3 separate regions of the Mus musculus genome follow, and regions 1 and 2 are each linked to region 3. The links are chromatin contacts, called in public Hi-C and targeted proximity ligation maps. All regions are on one chromosome and are shown on one strand. The core of a region is the stretch at or near the end of the contact, and the rest is flanking DNA. Distances in the headings are between cores, read along the strand shown.

Region 1 (3,835 bases), core at 327-2,826, 250 kb before region 3:
TATCTAATGGCTAGGATATAGCCAGATTCAAAGAACATATATGTACTCAGTAAGTTTCAATCATATATATATATTTTGTAACTATGAACACAGTTTTCCAGACATAGATTTTACACTGCTTAAACCCTGAACCCTGTGGTAAAGACTGTTTACTGTAGCAGGGCCTGAAGCGGGAGGAGCGCTCTTTATACACAGCACACAAGGATACTTGTATCTATATGACAGTGCCCACCCTACACTGGAAAATGTGTCTGGCTTTGGCACTAAAATCATGTAGTTCTACCAGACAGCAATAATAACTGAGCAGAGAGCTAATGAGCTAGTGTTCAAACAGCTCAATGGTGAGGGTGGGCAGCTGTATATAGATATGCATGTATGTGTATGTATATATAATTTTATAACTTTCCCACATAAATTAATACATGCCATGTATACACATATGTGGAATATATTTGTATATATTCATGTACAGGCAATAAGCATCCCTAAGGTTTGTGTCTGGTCCTACACCCAGACATCAACTTAAAACCATCAGACCTCAATTGTACAATAACAAGGGTTTTGTTTAAAATAATTAAAAACTCCACAGCACTTAGATACGACGTTTGTCACACTTGAGTAGCCTTGACAACCATCCTGTAATCCTGAACCTAGCATTCCACAAGAGAATAAACATCAAATTGTAAAGTCTGTGCAATTGTGTGTTGTTTACAGTAAAGACTGACAAGCAGCTCAGATGCACAGGTTGTGGGAAGCCACACCTTTTGTATGTAAAGTTTATATTCAAATATAGAGGACCAAAAGGAAAACTCCAGATTTCATGTAGAAGATGCAGTGTACTTGTCTGCTTTCATAAACTATTTATTTGCTATTTCCATATCTTCTAAAAGCAGGGAGCGGTTTTCTCACTGAAGAAATAGTAAGGGTCAGAAGAAGTCACACCATAGATTAGTGTTCTGTTTTTATCCTCACTTGAAAAGTCAGAACTAAGGTGGGCGTGGTGGCGCGCGCCTTTTAATTCCAGCACTCAGGAGGCAGAGGCAGGCGGATTTCTGAGTTCGAGGCCAGCCCGGTCTACAAAGTGAGTTCCAGGACAGCCAGGGCTACACAGAGAAACCCTGTCTCGAAAAAACACAACAAAAAAAGAAAAGTCAGAACTAGAAGGCAGGTAAAGTCTACATGTTTAATTAGAAAGTGCATGCGCGTACTGGCAAACTAGTTCTCAAAGAGAAAGTATCTTGTCCTTTTTGCGAGGAAAAGTGACATTTTTAAGACCTTTTGTTGTAATATGTAAAGCCACACATTCTAGCCTTCCAACAAAGGAAGGCACGTGACCCAGAACATGGTGCCTGCCCATCAGGCAGTGGGGAACACTACTAAGGTAGAGCATGCATCTAACCCCATTACCAGCTATGTGGTAATAATAGTTAATTACAGTTAGGGTTGATCATACATTAATTATTTCTTGTAGGAAAACCTAAGATTCGAGGCTCTGGGTCTAACATTGCACATCCTAGACTTTGAGCAGAGCCGGTTACTTGGTAACTGGCAATTGTGGGGGAAGGGCCTCCATTGAGATGTAAGTGTTCCAGTGGAGCCATCTGAAGGCGTGACAGTGTAGAGCCACACCCCTTGCATGCACCTGATCTCAGAACCAAGCCAGGTCAGGCACCTCAGTCCTTACAGAGAGCGGGATTATTTAAGTGGCACAACTGAAACTAAGACCACAGTAGAGCTAGGCAAGGTGGCATATGCCTTTTAATCCCGGTACAACAAACCAACGAAAGAGAACTTGCAGGAAAGCAAACTCTTTGTCAGATGCCTATGCTGAGTTTTGCCCACCAACCCAGCCTTGTATCTTCTTCAGACCTCAATTTCCCAGGACCTTCTGGTACTGGGGGGATTAGGTGACATTAAATGCAGGGATGTCTGTAATTAAATGTCAGAAATTCAGTGTGAATCAATAAAAACTTGAGTTTTGCTACCAATCAGTTGAGAATGTTTGTTTGTCACACTAAGCATTATCACCCACCTAAAAAGAGGTATAACCTCTAAAGAGAGAGAAACCATCTTCTGAGCTGGTCAGATGAGCTGAGCTGGAGAGATGGGTCAGTGGGTGAAGGAAGGAGCTCGTCACCAAGCGTAACACCCTGCAGACCTTCAGCAAGTGCAGTCAAGTGTAGCTACTCCCAAGGCAGCCGGCATTGGATCTCACAGGCTTGCCTTGTGGCCTTGTAGCTGATCCAACTACTAGCCAAATCTGTCAAGGCTTCGGTCACATTCATACTACATCAAAACAAGTAGTGTCACTTGCCCACCTCTGACTACATCTCTGCCCCTGTCCCTGTTTAATCTCAAGTCAAGCCAGTACCTCAACATAAAACCAGAAGACAAGGGCTGGAGAGATGATGGCTCAGCGGTTAAGAACACTGACTGCTCTTCCAGAGGTCCTGAGTTCAATTCCCAGCAACCACATGGTGGCTCACAACCATCTGTAATGGGATCTGATGCCCTCTTCTGGTGTCTAAAGACAGTGACAGTGTACTCACATGCATAAAATAAATAAAAACAGAAGACAAAGATTGGGGTGGGGGGAGTGAAGGTAGGGAAGCCATGGGTTTCCTGATCAAAGACGTCTCTCGGGGCTGCAGATGGCTCAGTGGTTCAGAGCGCTGTCTGCTCTTCTAGAGGTCATGAGTTCAATCTCCTGCAACTACATGATGGCTCACAGCCATCTGTAATTGGATCTGAGGCCCTCTTCCAGTGTGTCAGTGACAGGATGCTCATAAATAAATCTTTTTAAAAAGACACTTCTCAAAGGAGAGGTGTTGAGTAGGTAAATGGAGCCCAAAAGAGGAAAAGTCAGGACTGAAATTCAGTGTGGAAGATGGTATTGTAAGGCAAGAAGCTTCAAGATCGCTCATCTGCAGAAATGCTACAATCCAGCGCCGAGGATTAGGAAAAAGCTAATGGCCAGTGAGTCTAGAACATCTGTAAGGAGTTCTCTGACTCAAGACTAAGACAATAGCCCCATGCACATTCATGGCCCCTTTGCATGTACCATACCAACGGAAAAAGCATGGCATGGTTTCATTCATTCAGGAAAACCTTCCAGTAAAAAGTACTGCTTGCGAAAGGGGGAAGATACGTAACTAAACATAAACGATTTGGTTAATGACAAGTCACAGGTGATTGACAAAACATGTCACATTGCCGGGCGTGGTGGTGCACGCCTTTAATCCTAGCACTTGGGAGGCAGAGCCAGGAGGATTTCTGAGTTCGAGGCCAGCCAGGTCTACAAAGTGAGTTCCAGGACAACCAGGGCTACACAGAGAAACCCTGTCTCAGAAAACCAAAAAAAAAAAAAAAAAAAACCCAAAAAAACAAAAACAAAAACAAAAAAAACATGTCACATCGAACCCGGACAGAAACACAAAAACAAAGGGGCAACAGGTTTCACATTTCTCAGAAGCAATGGACCAGAAGAAAACTGGAGTTGCATGTGGATCATATGGATATTTAATGTGTTTTATTTGGCATAGCAATCTGGATGGATACGCCCAACAACTCTAGAATACAGTCCTTAGACGGGTGTGTCGGAAACTGACCCAGACTGACTGACCATATGCTGAAGAGGAATGCAATCCCTCACATATTTCAAGAAACTGAAATTATCCATGTCCACTTCTTTGCCAATTCAATATATTTCAGTTTTTAGGACATCATTGTAAAACAATCGAAAGGACAAAAAAGGGGTGCTAGAGGTGGTTCTAGAAGACTCAAGTTCATATCCTACCACCCATGAGGTAGCTCACAGCCATCTCTAACCTCAGCC
Region 2 (3,908 bases), core at 115-2,614, 190 kb before region 3:
CCTTTTCTAGCATCTCTGCCCAGGCACAGCATGTACCACTGTGACCTCGTTCGGACACACTGTCTCTATTTCTGTAGCTGCTCAGGCTTTGTCCTGTGGCTTACATGCCCAGAATGCTGTTCTCCTTCCAGTACAGCTCCCTAAATTGTAAATGGTTCACAAAAACCAAGTTCCCAGTTGGACTTTAGTACAATGCTGAGAAGACAGGTGTTTAATACAACAGTCTAAGTGGGAGTGTACTATGGTCTCAAAAGTTAAAATAGAAGCTTCTCCATCTGTCTAAGCAGGACAAGACAAAAAAAAAAATCACCTCATTACAGTCCAGTGCAGTTTCAATGTTTTCACAAGAAAACATTCCCTGGAATGAAAACTGCAAGTATATAAAATATTAAAATATATTCATAATTCACCAGAGTGTTAGAACTGTCAGCCAAGACCTACATTTATGAAAGGAAAATAAAAGAATATTACTCAAAGTATTTATTGTATTATAGAGTGTGAAAGATTAAATACATGCTAAATTCATTAGGCTTCCTGACTAATGTTTACATAACCCAGAAGGTGTAAAAACGTGGAATCTGAGACTAGATTTTATTTTCATTCAAATTATCTACAAGGGGAAAAATAACATTTGCAAACCTGTCTTTCCAAAGTCAGATTTTAGACCAATTGAAGGAAAATGAAATAGATGCCACACTCCAGCCTGCTATAGTCACTCAACGACCTGTTTGTCCCTTTCTTGTCCCTCAAACAGTATTATCTTAGCTGGCTGGTTCAAAGTGGATTGAATCCACGTGGCCTGCCTTCTGCCAGGCTCACAAGTCATGCTGGCATTACATAAACCATCACAACTGCATGGCTGAGTCACAAGGTCAGCAGGCAAGCCAGCCTGCGCAGCACAGGGAACTCCAGCACTGCAGCTGAAAGCCGCTCAGTAGCATAGCTTCTGGTGCTCAGGAGATGGCTCTGTGCTAAAGAGCTGATGTTTTTACATGACCTGGGTTTGATTCTAAGCACCCACACACCAGCTGTCAACTGTCTGGCCTCTTAGGGCACCAGGACATACATGATGCATGGACATACAAGCACAGAAACACATACAGGCAAAATAACTACACACATAAAAAAGAATAAAAATATATGTTTTTTTTTTAAGATGCACAGGCTTTTCTGAAAGTGGAAGGGAGTCTACACCTGAGTCACTGTATTACACTGCCTGCCTGTGTCTACTTCTGTGCACCTGGACCTGTGACCCAGACTGAGAAAGCTTGTACCAGCTACCCAAGTAAGCTGTGGATTACAGCCTCCTCCATTGCTGGCATCTCAGATTCTGCAGGGTTTCAGAAGTACATAGCTATCTCTTGCCCAATATCTGAGGCTGGCTCCTGCCCTTGTGTTTGCCCGGAAGCCTCTGCCAACAATGGCAAAGTACTCTCTCTGGCTAGATTCTCTGTGTGGTCCTATAGGTTCCATTCCTTCCTAAGAGGTTAGATTAGAGCCATATCAGGAGAAGTTGCTTTGTGCAGAAAGGAGAAAAAGTCCAGGGTGGGGAGACATTTTTATAGCTCCAGAGGCAGCAACTTTGGACGAGAGACATTCTCCAGAAGATACTGAGAGGTTATACTGAATATCTACCACTACGTTATTGGGCCAAGTTATCTTCCCAGATGGAATATTCACAGCTCTGTGCTCAAGGAAGTTACGACCAAGCTTTTCCTTTATAGCAGTCATGAAATCCAGGGCTCTACCTTGGGAATAACTTACGTTATAGCCAAGTCTTAAAACATAAACTGGACTAATCAGATGTCCTCTCTGGAACTCAAATAGAAACATGAGGACAATTGAGCTGACTCTCAGCAGAGGACTGCAATGGAGGATTAGCTCCCAGTACACACCGCCGAGCTGCCCTGCCACCCCTACCACAGCCTCCACACCACCTGCTCATATCCAAGCTCCTCTTATACTCTGCTAGTCACTTACAGCCGTGCCCCTGAGCTGAGCCAGCACCTGAGTGTCTGTGCTCGGTCCAGGCAAAGAACTCCATCACAAAGCATCCCACCCAGGTACAGAAGTGATGAGGTAGCAGCAGAGGCAGAAGCCTATAGGTAAGCTATGGACAAAAGACAACTCAGACCTACTACACGCTTAAGACAGCTCTTTGGAAAGACTCCAGCTTATGTGAGAACAACAGAGGACCAGGCTATTTAGCCTAAGCATGCTTTCCCTTCTAAGCAAGAATGAATTTAAAAATTCACTTCCTTTATTTACTAGGTAAAATAACACCAACTATCGATATTCCAGGTTCAAGTCAGTCTAATAAAAACTGCACACTAATAAAAAGACATTTCTCTTCTTCCTATTTCAGCTTTAAATGAAGGTTGGGTAAGGTGGAACTTTCCATTTCTAGGATGTGATGGGCTTTGACTCTCTGAGCAAGGAATGAAACTGTTCATCACCTGCAATGCTGTAGTTCATTCATTTAAAAACTATTCGAGGCAAATGTGCCAGGGGTAGGAGGTGCTCGGTACAGAGCAGTGAGTGAAACAAGAAGAAACACCAGGCTCTTGCATTCTAGTTTGCAAGGCAGACGATAGGTACTTCAAAGAAACGTAGGATGAGGAACGAAAGAACTATGAGGGGAAGCAGAGGGCAGAGGGACAGCTACTTTAGCTATAGACGTTAGGATGACTGTTGTTGTTAAGGTGACATCTAAGCAGAGACCTGAAGGAAGAAAGAGAGCCTATTCAGAAACCTGGGTGAAGAGTTTCTGACAAAAAGAAGTACCAGTGTTCTAAAAGGATTCTTCTGTCCTGTTCAAGACAGTCCGGCTGGTCATAGTAGTGTATATCTGTAATATAAGTCCTCAGAGCCATCAGGACTTCAAGGTCACCCTAAGCTCCCCTATGAGACTCTGCTAAGATGGGCAGTGATGGCAGGAAGCAGCCAAGATTCAGCCAATCAGGCTGGATCAAAAAAAGACTGAATCACTTCAGGTACATGATTCATACCAATGTGGCCCTGGCTTCTGCAGAGGTCCATTATTTGCTGAACAAAGAAGCGAAAAGGTGAGTTCACAGCTGCAATGTGCCGTTTATCCGACTTGGAACTAAAGAGAAAACTTGGTGCAGATGTCCAAATTAGCATAAACTTTACAAAGCGGTTGCTTTGGGAAACCATGTGACATCAAATCCGGAGTCATTAAGATCTTCATCTCTAGTTAAGTAGTTCTAATTTAGCCCAAAGGAAACAACTTGAAAGAAAAGGATACAGACAAGAATACATGAACATAAGTATTATTACTAATGGGCTATATTGCCATCAAGCAAATAAATTAGGGTATAGAATACGTGAAACAGCCAACAAAAGTCATTGGATGCTTGTGGGGAGATGAGATTGAAATGTGAACACAGACTGATCTCAGCTGTTATGCTACTGGCCCTGTGTACAGACAGATAGGTGTACGCAGCTAAAGCAATCCTACGAGGAAACAAAGATGCTGACGATGAGTTCTGCTGAGGAGGCACCATCATTCCTGCTGCTCATAAAGCGACACTTGCTCAATGAAAGCCAGATTGTCCTGTTCTGGTTCTACTGCTCTGTCCACTTATTGGGAAGTTATAATGCCAGGGATTCGACAAGAAGGCCACAGCTATCTCTAGTTCATGGTCTTAGTAACTGTTGCTATGAACTCTACTTATCTGCTCTTCATTTTCCTCTCCCTTCTCAAAAAAGATGACTCGAGACACACGCACTTCCAACCCCTGTCTCTGCTCCCCATGGCCTGACTGTGAACCAAGTACCCATTAGGGATTTCTTCTCAGATCAGATATGAGGACAAACCAAACTCTAAATCAAACTTCCAACACACCAGCCTGATTCTCCCTCTGATCAACAATGCCAACTAGCAT
Region 3 (3,853 bases), core at 461-2,960:
ATAAAATTAAAGACCAGCTGAGTATGTGAGCCCAGGGCTGATGCCCTCTTACTTCAATTCAACAGAACTGAGTGTTGACCTGAGGGCACCAGACACCAGATTAAACAGTGAATTAAATGTGCGTAAGAGGTTGGAGATGTTTCCCATTAGTCATCAAAGAATGAATGTGGACATTTACCTCCACTTGCCAACGCAAACCTCACTAGCATAACAGCAGAGATTTAAGTTTAAAGGTCAACCTCAGAATAAACAGGCCCTGCAAGGAGAAACAGAAGCACGAAACCTGATATATGTTAGCTTTTCAGCAAACACGAGAAAACCCAAATGAGTAGGCAGGCCTTGTGCCTCATCCTGTAATCCTATCACTGGGGAAGCTGAGGCAGGAGGATCACCTTGAATTCAAAACCAGTCTGGACTACATAGCAAGCTACTGCAGAGAAAGGTTAGAGACATGACTTAGGCTTAAGAAAACACACACTCTCTCACATACACATGTACACACATACACATACACATTCATTCATACAATATACTCATTCATATATATATATATATATATATATATATATATATATATATATATACACGCACATAGTTAAATATACACACTCACAATACACATAACACATTCATACACACTAACTCATATGTGTATATGTATAGTTACATATGCATACTCTCACATATTCATAACACAGTATACATTCATACTCATACATATATACACACTCATACACAAGCATTTACTCATATACTCACTCATATACACATACTCTTTTTTTATACACACATACACAATACACACTCATATACACAATTTAAATAATAAATATATTTATGAAATTGAAAGAGAGAGGTTAAGTCAGCAAGGTGTACCTGCAATTTTTTCCCCTGCTGAGTACTTAAAAGCTCTGAACAGCAGAATGGGGAGGGAGTCAGTCAGTCAATTGAGAATTCATGTCTGATCCCTAGCACACACACAAATCAGGCCTGGTAGCACACACTTGTAACCCCAGTGCGGGCAAGGCAAAGGCAGGACAGTCCCTAGGCTTTGGTGGCCAGCCAGCCTATCCTTCTTTGTGAGCACCGTTTCAAGAGCAAGATAGATAGCTCCTGGAAAATAATATCCAAGGACGACTTCTGCCGCCCTCCCTCGCCCCCCCCCAGCCCCCCCCCCCCACACACACACTGAAGGGATGAACAAGGACTCACTGCAAATAAGATTTACAGTGATACAGGTTACAATGCTCACTGCACGGGCAGACCATTGGAGATTTACTCTCCCAAGTGACGACTCAGCAAAGCTCTGGACTTCAGGGCCTCAGTCACCCCTGCAGGCAGCAAGGCTGTTCTGAAAAGAAGAGAATCCATAAGTGCCTAGGCGCCTAGCCACGCCCCATTCCCACAAACCCTTGTCTGCTCAGCATCCTGGATGGTAGCAGGTAATTTCGGTGTGGCTTTCAGGCTACCTTTACTGTTTCTGATTTCTTGTAGAAGTCCACATTGCAATTCCTTTCTGGGTGGCGGTTTGGTAACGTATCAGAATCCTTAACCGTGGTTGTTAGGCGCGAGGACCCACAGCTTCGTGGCTGTCCTGGGCTTCTCTGACCTCAGCTCCAGCTTCGAGGGACTCCGGGCTGACCCAGAGTTTGCCAGAGCTGCAGGAGGTGTTGGATCACTCAGAGAAGATGTTTGTGCAAAGCGAAAGTCTACTGAAAACTGCTCAACAAGGCACTGGACGCTATGGTCAAAGTGCACACGGTATTGCCAAACATCAAGAGTTTTGAAGAAGAGCCAACAACAGTTTTGAGCAATTTGGGTGAAGGAGGGCGTTCTTTCTGACTGGACATGTGACCCTTGCCCCTAGTTCCGGGCTGCTGTTCTGTGGATCCAACTCTTGTTTGTAAATCAGCCTCAGAGGCTGAAGATGTCTGTCTGCCTCCCAGAGGATGGGCGACTTCAGGGATAGGACTCAAAGAGAGCAAGCTCCGAGCTTCCAGGCACAGAGCCAGCTGGTGCAAGGAAAACGACCAGGGGCAAAAAGGAGCACCACACAAAACAAACGCAGTCTATTGTCCAAAAAGACCTACAGTCATTAATATGATCAAGCTGAACAGCAGGGAGTCAAAATAGCCAAGGGAACAGAAAACCATTTAACAAAAACACAAAAAAGGCTCAATCCATTAGCGCTCAATACTCCAGCAACGCACCAGACAGTAATCGACCTATCAGAGAGAAAATGCACAAAGCCAAGTGGAACCTAGCCAGTCCTAGCCGGTGCCGTTAGTCATCTGGATCTGTTGACATTTGAAGAACACTCATCCGACAAGTATGGGTGAACATCACTCTCAAATTCAGATAAAATATTCGCTGAGGTTACATTCCAGACTGAAAACCACACTTAAACAAGCTTAAAAACAAAAGCCCTAGAAAATAGGCGTCGGCATCTGGCATGATAACACTCACCTCTCATCCCAGCACTCAGGACTGTGAGCTAGAAGCTTGGCCTCTAGCAAGCCACTATCTGGAAGCAAACAAATGCATGATCTTGGAGTTGAGTGAAATTAAACTAAGAATAGTGGAAACATTGCCGGGAAACCTCTAAATATTTGACAAATGCACGCTATATTTCTAAACTGGTGACACATGCTGTTAGACCCAAATACTTGCCAGCAGAGGTAGGAGGATTTTTTTTTTTTTTGAGTCCACAAAGTCCAAGGTCATACTAGACTAGGCTTACCATCTTAGAATTGCAAAAAACAAAAGGCACATCACCACCCAAAACAAACCAAAATGAATTTATTTCTAAATGTCACATAGGTCAAAGATGTCTCAAGAGAAACCTGAATATTTTTTTTTTAAGATTTATTTATTTATTATATGTAAGTACACTGTAGCTGTCTTCAGACACTCCAGAAGAGGGCGTCAGATCTTGTTACAGATGGCTGTGAGCCACCATGTGGTTGCTGGGATTTGAACTCTGGACCTTCGGAAGAACAGTTGGGTGCTCTTACCCACTGAGCCATCTCACCAGCCCGAAACCTGAATATTTTAAACTGAATGAAAATATAATGTATTCAAATGTGTGTGTGATACAACAAAAACAGAGTTGGGGTGGGGCAGATCTGCAACACTGAATAGCACATGTAAGAAAACAGTGGCCAGTGTAGGTGCCTGCAGCCTTGGCACTTAGGAAGAAAAATGATGAAAAATATCTGTAGATACAAGCGATGTAATTAGGTGAATAAGATACATTTGTAGTACTAATTTTTCCAAATTAGTTTTAAAATCAGTTCCTGGCGTTTTCTCCAATGATGACAAGAATTCTTTGGAGGGGAAACAACAGGACCAAGAATAATCTCACCTACCTTCTTTTTGGACAGGGTCTAGCTGTGTAGCCCCAGCTAAGCCTAAAACTTGCCATCCTCCTGTCTCAACCTCCTAAGTTCTGGGATTACAGGTGTGCACGCCTGGCTCTTGTCACATTTTTTGCTGATTTCTATATTACATAAATGGGAGTTGGCGGTGACATCAGGTTTTGTGTGGAACAGTCTCACTGAGAAGTGCTTTGTCTCCGCCTCGTGGTCAGGACTGGCTTTGCACTGTCAGCAGCACCCTTCCGCAGGCTAGTTCAATCAGAATGGCTAGAATAGCATCAGAATATGATCTAAATAAAACTCAACGAAGTTCTTATCATACAGATCAAAGTGTGGATACTTCGATTCTTCTTAGAAGGTGGAACAAAAAACCCGTGGAAGGAGTTACAGAGACTGAAGGATAGGCCATCCAGAGACTGTCCCACCTGGGGATCCATCCCATATACAACCACCAAACTCAGACACTATTGTGGATG

Evidence for each region. Hi-C and Micro-C count contacts between places; a contact is called where the count stands out from the background.
Region 1: a targeted proximity ligation map of embryonic stem cells shows a contact between it and region 3, with 4 times the contacts expected there. A contact is called at or near these places in 11 of 484 Hi-C or Micro-C datasets (the AML12 cell line, bone marrow-derived macrophages, cardiomyocytes and 4 more) and 24 of 130 datasets of targeted methods (the NIH/3T3 cell line, SST interneurons, bone marrow-derived macrophages and 8 more).
Region 2: a Hi-C map of liver shows a contact between it and region 3, with 4 times the contacts expected there. A contact is called at or near these places in 19 of 484 Hi-C or Micro-C datasets (the HL-1 cell line, beige adipocytes, bone marrow-derived macrophages and 6 more), 8 of 130 datasets of targeted methods (the NIH/3T3 cell line, cardiomyocytes, embryonic fibroblasts and 4 more) and 1 of 9 other capture datasets (embryonic stem cells).

What each region holds. Positions count from the first base shown.
Region 1 is chr19:37,012,070-37,015,904 of GRCm38.p6, forward strand. It overlaps Btaf1 (B-TFIID TATA-box binding protein associated factor 1), which reads left to right. Exons shown (of 38, transcript NM_001080706.1): 38 at 1-1,988. Among named protein-coding and RNA genes, the nearest start is that of Btaf1, 88 kb to the left of the region's middle.
Region 2 is chr19:37,077,402-37,081,309 of GRCm38.p6, forward strand. All of the region lies in intron 7 of Cpeb3 (cytoplasmic polyadenylation element binding protein 3), which reads right to left. Among named protein-coding and RNA genes, the nearest start is that of A330032B11Rik, 94 kb to the right of the region's middle.
Region 3 is chr19:37,262,385-37,266,237 of GRCm38.p6, forward strand. 4931408D14Rik (RIKEN cDNA 4931408D14 gene) reads right to left here and starts at 1,711. Exons shown (of 3, transcript NR_040299.1): 1 at 1,470-1,711; 2 at 1,213-1,351.